Regions from separate parts of the Rattus norvegicus genome. Here region 2 is linked to region 1. Evidence: chromatin contacts called from public Hi-C data. All regions are on one chromosome and are shown on one strand. Each heading gives the region's core, a stretch centred on a gene start, on an enhancer-like site or on the middle of the called end of the contact. The rest is flanking DNA. Distances are from core to core; before and after follow the strand shown.

Region 1 (4,571 bases), core at 1,670-4,169:
TACATCGTCATACAAAAACAGATAAAAAGTCATTGAATAACTAATTTTCAGTAATCTAATTGAATGTAAGGCCAGTGGGAGTGTCATAGGCCACACTTGCCACTTACAGTGGTCCACTCTAATGGTCATTCATGTCAACAAAGGACTCTGGTGGTGACTATGAAAAAAAATCGAAATAACTCTTCCAGAGATTCTTTGGACAAATAGAGGATAAAGGTTCTTTCCTTGGGCTCAATAAGTGAATAATGTAAGTCCCGCAGGCAGGTGGGTAAGTCATCTCCTATTCTAGTCCTCTGGCCACATCAGTGTAAAGTGACATCAGGATCTCCCCCAGCTTTGTCTCTCATTTCCTACCTAGAGGACTTTTGCCTGTAGAGCCAAATATGATACGTAGAGTCACCAAACTAGATATCCACCCCATACCTCTCCTTTCTTCAGCTTAATAGTTCTTAAAGTATTGTATATATACTTTAAGCCTATATTGCATATAGGCTACACATAGGATGCATGCAAATGTTGATGTAAAGATAAGAGCGATGCTTTTTTGTAGGGATACTTTTTATGATAATATGTGAGCTTGTTCATACATGGTATCATATATGGTTTTTTTAATAGCGATTCTTATAAATTGAGTCTAATCTGTTGAGACTTCTAGGTTCATACATTTAGTAAGCAGGAGCTTTTGGGTGGAAGGCTCCCTGGCCTTACGACACTGTATTCCATCTCTGCCGTGTCTGCAGCTGAAACTATTCCATATACTGCTCACAGCCAAGACTGCTGGTCTCTCATGTGATTTCTGGTGGCCTATCCTACGTGGTAACTCCTAAATCTCTTCACTTTGAACTACTTTCCAAGATGGCAGACCGATGTACTGAATTTTTCTCTCTTTATTTCCTTTAGAATGCCCCCCAAATTAGATTGTGTGCTGGGAGAGCTACAACTTCCAAAAATCAATTGTTAAACACAAACTTTTATTTGTGTTTTTACTGAAAAGTTTTGTTATTTTCATGTAATGTATTCTGATTATGGTTTTCCTTCTCTGAATCAGTCCCAGATCTGCCCCATATCCCTACTCACCCACATCCATATCCTTTCTTGCTCCCTCTCAAAAGAAAATAAGTGAGCATTAAAATAATAATAATAATAATAGTAATAATAGTAATAAACAAACAAGCAACAACCTAAATAGGACAAAACAAACACAAAAAAGATTTCACAAGAAAATCAAAGAATACTCAAAAGAAACACATATCGATGTAGAGACATACACATTGGCAAACACAGAAATCTCATTAAAAACCCAAAATCAGAAGGAAGCCTCCAGGTTATATAAACAAAATGCCTATAGGGAAAGGAAAAATTGAGAAAATAAAATGCCCAGACATATCATGGAGAAACAAAAGCAAAACCAAATCAAACCAAACCAAAACAATAACAACAATAACCAAACACCCCAAAACTACCATTGAGTTTGTTTTGGGGTGGTCGTGTACTTCTGGGCACCAGACCTGGCTTTAAGAGTGGTTTGTATACCCAGTGAGCATCTTTTGGAGAAGACTAATTTGTCATTTATGAGTAGTTATCAATTAATTATAGCTTGAGGGTTGGGAATGTTAGCTAGAAACACAGACATCATTAAAAAGCAATTTACACAAACTCATAAGTACTCATATTTGAATCAGAAGCATTACTCATGTGAAATGTTATTTTGTGCAAATGTATTCTTTGACTACCATCTGTTCTTGGAGTTATTTCTGCGTGTGGAATTCACACATCAAAAGTTCTATACATGGAAGGATACAGTCTTAACTCTGTGTTCAAAGTCGTGCATGCTTGTTTCCAACAAGAGCAAGCTCCATTCGGAGGAGCCAGCTATGTTAGTAAACCCGGCAAACAGGCCAAACAGGGCAGCCTCCCCTGGAACACCAGCGGGTGGTCTCTGGGCTCATTATTAACTCTTCTCTGGATCTACAGTTTTTCACAACTCTGGATGCACTTTCTAGGTCCCTTTACTTAGTAATTTCTCGATAATTCAACTGATCAGATGATTACAAGCAATTGGTTTATTAGGAAAAGGAAATGCCCAACAAGTACTCTAACTAGAATGCCTTCGCCTGGCGAAGTCCACCGAGTTTTCCTCTGATGGGTCATTGTGACTCTGAGTGGTATGTCTTCTCCCTGTTCCCCAGACTACTGCATCACATGCTAATCTACACATGCTAATCTACACAAGACTCCTGGTTTTGTTCTTGGCAATTCAGAAATGTATAACAAAGTCCCTGTGATAAAGGCTTTTTACTTTAAATTATAAATTCTTGTCTCATCCTTAATCTCGTTAGGAAGCAGAGAGAGTGAGTAAATTTCACCGGAGAAACTCCATGTTACGGAGATAATCAGCTGTGAGGGTTAACTGATCAGCTGTGAGGGATATAGTGATCGCATTTGAGAGAGATTAGGGCTGCCCAAAGGAAGAGCAAACTTGGTCAGGAAAATCCCCTGCTTGTTTAGGCCTGCAGCTTGTTTGGGAAGGAGTGGTTGAGGCTCTGGGAATGGCAGAACTGGGCTACTGGTGTTTCTGGGTGGAAGCTGGTCCACACTCAGCAGACAGGAAGGAAATGAGCCAGCCTGCTGGGTGCGGGCATTCAGCCCATTAAGCAAACCCACAGAGGAAGTCCTGGTGCTGCTAAAGACTCTAAGCCTGGAGCATTCAGTATCAGAATGCTTCAAGTGTAACTTTCTGAAGGTGATCATAGGGCTTGATCTGAGCCTATGAGGTCACCGTGTCCTCTGGATACGTGGCTGGATAAAAAGGCTACCACATGTTCTCACCACACACCCACATCATGTACGGAATAATGCATCAGAAGCCAGAAGGGTAACGCCAAAGCAAAGCCACTCAGAGGAAGACTAACAGAAAGAAAAAAAAAAAATTTTTTTCTTCAGCGTGACTCTCGCGCCCTCTATTGGCAAATTTGGTATCATGCGACGTTTACAGAGCTGTTTTATAAGGAGGGTGTGTTTTGGGAGTCAATCTGGCATTGTGTTCTCTCTCGATCCTCAGTAGAGGGTCTTGGCTGATACATTTGTAAAGTTAGTCCCTCCATTTTGTAATGGTATCTTTCCTTGTCATCTTGCCCTATCAAGTTTGTAAGTCGGAAATTTAGGGTTCCCCTGATTCTCCTGACTCTTCGGCGACTTTCTCCATAGCAAACATCTGCCTCAAATAAACTCTCTCTCTCTCTCTCTCTCTCTCTCTCTCTCTCCCTCCCTCCCTCCAACTTATGTCATTATCTATCCTATGGACGACTCTATTTATTTCTTGTGAAGAAGTAGCTAAGGGCCTGTAGTTCATGAGGCATTTTACTTGGCAGTCGAGGTAGGTAGGTAGATATAATCCATTTATGTTATTGAAGTTTGAACTGCACTCTGTCAATTAGTAACATTAGTAATTCCAAGCATAAATATTGAAATAACATAACCATGATTAAAAATAATGATGACAATAGAAATAGGAAATTGCTTATAACATGTCAGTAAGATTTGACCTAAAATCCTGATACTAGCTAGCTTCCTCTAGTTAGGTGGAGACCCTCAGGGGAAAACAAGGAAGGCCATCCCTTCCAAAGAGAGAGAGCAAAATCTCTGGAGTCAAAAGTAAAAATCATTTAAGACTCTGAAAATTATCTAAAGAATCACAAAAAATGTGTTTGGAGGGAAGGGAATCTGTAAAACGATCCAGCCCATGGACCATGTTAAGACTCGGGAAACATGTTAAAGATGTAGGTATTTTCTCCAAGACCTTTGATAGGATTTCCAGTGGTTTGTCATTTGGCTCCCTTTTGAGATTCTTTTCTGCTTCCCCGCTAAACCAAATCTTACTCTCCAGGTCTCCTTTCTCATCACAAATATCATAACCACTTATCTTTACGTGATGTTAAGCTCTATCCTTCCGAGTTTCCAGTTCCAATGGGGTGCCCACCCTGAAAAAAGGTGCTCAATGATTCTCTACTCCAATACCTGGTGCTTAACTCTGTGTAGTTTTAGGGTGCAGCTCTTTTCTACTCTCCCAGTCAGCTTGCTTGCTTCGTGGTATGCTTTGAGACGACTTGGTGTATTAATCAGCTCTTCAATTACTAGAACACAAACCTTGAGATGGACCTATCAAAAATCAGAGAGATCTTTATTTTAGCTCATTGTTTTGGAGGTTCAAATTTAATATCAGGCGCTCGACTTCCTTCAACCCCAGATGAGTGTCATGCCTCATTATGGACTCAAATACTTTCTGGTCAAGACAGGAGGCAAGAAAGAATAGGGATCCCACAGTACTCTTAGACATAGGCAGTCAGTGACTTCAGGAGCTCAGGCTGAGCCCTGCTACTTAATTTCTAGCATTTCTTAACAGTGCCAACCTGGAACCCAAACTCATAACACAGGGACTTGACTGGGAGAAATTTTCATCCAAACCATAAATTTCAAGAACCTTGTAAAGTAAAGAACTGAAGAATTGTGGCATCAGACAATGAGGAATCTAAGCTCCCTGCCCCTAGCAAACAGTGGAGACATTTGTCAAC
Region 2 (4,594 bases), core at 390-2,889, 150 kb after region 1:
CAGAGACACTGGAAAATCTGAACAGAAGCTCATAAAGGGGAAGTGAGTCACTTGGTGAACATGTGTCAAGAAAGAAAGCCTGCATGGGTCCAGATGGCAGGGTGCCACCCAAGGCTAACACAACTCTTCATCTTGGGCATAGCAAGAACAGGCAATGTTTGTAATGGCGTGCTCACATCAGTCTGCAGACACAGTCTCCATGGCACCCAAGCACATCACCCAAACAAAAGAAAGCCATGGGGATGCCAGGACTGCACCATCTTTCTAACTTTTGAAATAAAGGGTGAGGATTTGAACTGACAAGGAATGATTGCAGACATTTGACATGTCTGTTTAGAATCACCACATTGAACGGATGCCCTCATATCCCTTGAGCTACAATAAACAAAGCAGACCCTCAGTGTGAAGCATTGTCTGACTGGACACCGCTGTTGGTGGCAGTGGAGGCTCAGTAGAATAAGGGCTGGCTTGGACATGCTATTTACCTAAGTTTTTCCCACATCCATCACGTATTAGCTGTTCATCTCTGGGTAAGTGATTTAACGTCCATTGGGTACAGCATGCTATGTAAATAAAGAGGAAAATGTCTTATTTATTAAAAGACTTGAGGGTGACTAGATCTAGAGCTGAGACAAATTGTGTATTAATATATACTTATTAGTAAATGCAAGTTTTCTTTGTGCCTTCCTTAGCAATTATCTCATATCGCTTCTACCAAGCTTCATGCTAGTCACTATAAGTAGTTTCTTGCTGCTATGAAAATAAAACAACTTTACATTTTTCCAGTCACTATTTTCAGACACATTCATTTGCATGCTCTTCGCCAACCACTGGATGTCATCTTGCAAGATTTCATGAGGTATGAATATTTATTGCTATGAAAATGCAATCCTGTGCAATTTGAAATTTCAGTCTCATACTTAATTCAGTCTGTCCCTCCTGACTGTGTTTAATATGCTCATGAAATTATCTAATGAGAGACCTAGGTCTCCCAGTCATTGCCTCCTCCACACACCTAAACCTTATGCCCTTACCTGACAGTGACCAGCATACAGGCAGGGAATGGAGACATCTGTCCCTGTGCAATAGAAATCAGCTACTGTACCACGGGAGGTACTGATGTTCATGTGTCCGAGCCAAACCTGCTGTGAAGTGACATTGGTGCTGTCACTGGCATAAGCACATGTAAGAGGTGTTCAATAGATTCCTCTGTAATGATAGCAGGGAATGGCTCCATCTGAACCCTCCCACAATTTGGTAATTCACCTGAGACCATGCCCTAGGGTTCCCTGGTGGTAGGGCAGCTTAAAGCTACCTCTGGAGAGTTCCACTGTGCTAGGGAAAGGTATTTATTCTTCTTACACCCACGTGACCAGTTTCTCATCTTCTATGTCCTGCATCTGCCTCATGTAGAAAGCAGAAGGCAAACAGGCAGCTGTGCTGGTGACCGGGGATTCAAACGTAGCTCCGAATGCTAGACTTCCCTGTTGACTCTCCATCCTTTCCATGGTTTATAGTCTTTATGTTTGCCCTGGCTGCTCTCAGTAAACTGACGATCTTAGTGCTGCAATCTCTGTTGGAGCTGGTATGACTCAGGGCTGCCTTCCCTGAGGGCTAAGACTTCCTTCCTCCTCTCCTCCCCCAAACCCTCCTCAGACAGTCCCCAGGCACAGGGCTTTTATTTTCCTGGTCTGATTCTGAGGATGTCTGGCCGCAATGATTCATGGTGCTTTTTAATATGTGGCTGGAAGCTATTGTGAGTTTTCAGACATGGATACAGACACCTACAATCCATACAATACCAGGAAAAGCCCTCAGCCACATTTGATCATACTATTTGCAGTATGTAGAATGAGAACAGAAATCCTATGAAACATTAGAGTTGAAAAAATGTCAAAAGTACAGATATTTGCCTGCAAGTGGTCTTGTTTACCTTCCACAGTACAAGCCCCATCCAACTGAACCTTAGTAATGGAGCTGGCTTGCTCCAAATGCTCACTCAGAAGGATTAAGGAAAGTGTGGTCTCCTCTTCCTACTGTCATCTCGTCTTGCCAATGATGCTTGTTGAACAGTACTGGCTGTGAGTTCAAGGTCACTCAAGGGAACCCGAGGAAGCATCATCTAAAGTGTCTGAAGTTCATTCAGGCTGCCTGAGGTCCAGTCCATCTTAGCTCGAATGACCAGCCTGAGAGTTCTTGGGTCCCATAAATCCCCACGCTCTGTCTCTTGGCTGAATTGCAGCCAGTTGTTAGATACGTAACACTGCTTATGCTGCCTAGGATCAGCTACCTCTCCCTGATGACTAAGCCCTTCCCTGCATGTAGGCAGCTAATGGTGCATACTCTCCAACATAGCCTCTAACCTCGATTGCCTTTGAGACAAGTTGACCCCACCTCCACCTTGAAGAGAGCCACAGCAGACGGACAGGTCCTCAACACAGAATCTAGAAAATGTGTGAATTTTTTGGAGACACAAAATACCAAGGAGAGCTATGTTACCTGGTCTCTCTTCTGGCCTCTGCATGATAAGGACTCTCTGTCCTCCGTAAATGGTCCAAATGTGCTTTCTCAATACCAGTCAGTTTCCTTTGGAAATGTTTAATTACTAGTGAACTGAGACTCTAAGCCACCACCATGAGCGATCCCAGAGTTCATCACTTTCAAAGTCACTGTCAGAAGAAGGGAGCCATTGCTACTTCAGGGCCATTTTTTTTGATAGTTAACTTTGATAGACTAGCATGACTTACTGCTTCAATTTAATACAAACAAAACCTGGTAGTATGATTGTACCCATTAAAGATGGAAAAGTAGAAAAAAATTCCAAATCTTTACAAATTTGCTGATTTTTATTTTTACTATTGTGTTGGTGTATGCTATGGGGTTTTGCTGAACAAAGATTACAAATGGCAACTAGCAGTAACTCAAGTCATATGACAAATATCTCCACAGCTTACACTACTTGTTCCCTGTGGGAAATCATACATGCGTTTCATTTAGCTCTTCTAAATATGGGGTCTCTAACCTCATACTTGAGTATACAGTTATCTTTAACGCATAGGAAATGTCACTGCAGAGGAAAAGATGATCCCATTCAGCAATCATATCTCATTCACCATATAAGTTACTCATTGAACACCATTGCTATCAACCTCTGAGGTTGGTGATACTGAATATAACATGATTTAGCTTCACAGTCTCAAAACCAATACTCCTAAGTAAAGAATGTGAAAGTATTTCTTTCTGAAGCTATCTTTGAAAATATGCTTATGCTTATGTTTGTTTAACTGACTTATTTGCAATAATAGTAACAATTTTGTTTCTGTTGGTTGTGCAATGTGATAGAAATAAGAGTTATTAATGTGATCGTGTGTGTGTGTGTGTGTGTGTGTGTGTGTGTGTGTGTATTAGGTTATTCACAAAAAATTTTCTCCTGGGTTGGATTTCCTGAATATTTGGAAAATAAAAATAATTTGGCCTTTAATTCAGATCTCAAGATTGTGTGTGATGATGCACGTATCTGCTAGAACTTTTCTTCCAAGTGTGATCTATAATTGCTGCTTGCTTTTAGCAGCGATGTTCATCCCTTCCAAAAGATCGATTAGTATCTGAAAACAAAGATGGAATTCATTGCAACAAGGAGTCCTTTGCCAGCTCTGCAGTAGCAATGTGAAGTGTAGAGCAGAAGCAATTAGCAACAATTACCGAACACTCAAATCTTCACAAACATTGAGAGCCTCTGTCTGCCAGTAACGTTAAAGAGAGCAGCATTCTCCTCACAGGGCTGAAAACTGAGGAGGAAAACTCGAGAGCCTTCAGTCCACTCAAATGCCCTGGTAGCATTTTTTTAAAACAGACAAATGAGCAGGCAATGCTTTAATGTTCAGCACACATCCTGCGGAGAGGGGGGCGTTCCCACAATCCCCCTTGTTTGAATGGCCACTGTATAATAAAGAACTGAACGCTAAGTAATACAAGATTATTCTCTAATAATGCAGAGGAATTATGGCAGGCCTGCCACATTAGAAGAATCAACACTTGCATATGTAACTCTAAACGTGACACACGGTTTACTTAAACTCTTCCACAAGCTCACTGGGAAGATCCACTGGGCAGGTACTACTGTCTCTTTGTACAGTTTCCCAGCAGGAGTACTTTCTGGCATGAAGAAAGGATACAGCACCTCACAGGCCAGAGTGGCTCCTGTCCAGCTACTTGCTTTTAGATATTGACATTGGAAAATATTTTTCATGATGGAAATAAAACAAGTATTTTTCCGCTACTTTTTCTCCTTAATAAATTTGCTAGGTTTTAGCAGTGCTTTACCAGTGTTACAGGAATGTTATGTAGCAGACACCCCTGCCAAGTTTCAATGGACTGTGGAAACCATCGTTTTTCCCTCCATGGTTAGGTTGGTGAACAGTCTGTGGATTAGCCGATGTCATCAGGCTTTCCTGAACTGGAATGAGCTATGTCAGGTCTTCATTTCAGTGTCCAGGCTGAAGGATGCTCCTGAAGATATGTCTTTCTCATGGCAAACAGCATGGGCTCCAAGAAGGTAACCTGATGTAATTCAATGTGCCAATAGAGGTTTCAG

Evidence for each region. Hi-C and Micro-C count contacts between places; a contact is called where the count stands out from the background.
Region 2: a contact with region 1 is called in a Hi-C map of the A7r5 cell line, with 7 times the contacts expected there. The contact joins two enhancer-like sites. A contact is called at or near these places in 6 of 12 Hi-C or Micro-C datasets (the A7r5 cell line, the Rat2 cell line, Schwann cells and 3 more) and 1 of 1 datasets of contacts at active chromatin or transcription factors (oligodendrocytes).

The regions. Positions count from the first base shown.
Region 1 is chr2:169,362,957-169,367,527 of GRCr8, forward strand. It overlaps LOC134485928 (a long non-coding RNA gene), which reads right to left. Exons shown (of 4, transcript XR_010064325.1): 3 at 4,018-4,158. Among named protein-coding and RNA genes, the nearest start is that of Rnu1-83, 27 kb to the left of the region's middle. Within about 2 kb of position 2,920, at least 34 of the 93 cell types and tissues checked have an H3K27ac peak or open chromatin away from gene starts, as enhancers often do. A contact at or near this core is called in the A7r5 cell line, where this site is marked.
Region 2 is chr2:169,512,427-169,517,020 of GRCr8, forward strand. The region is part of intron 1 of LOC134485928 (a long non-coding RNA gene); the gene reads right to left. Among named protein-coding and RNA genes, the nearest start is that of Ctso, 14 kb to the right of the region's middle. Within about 2 kb of position 1,640, at least 3 of the 93 cell types and tissues checked have an H3K27ac peak or open chromatin away from gene starts, as enhancers often do. A contact at or near this core is called in the A7r5 cell line, where this site is marked.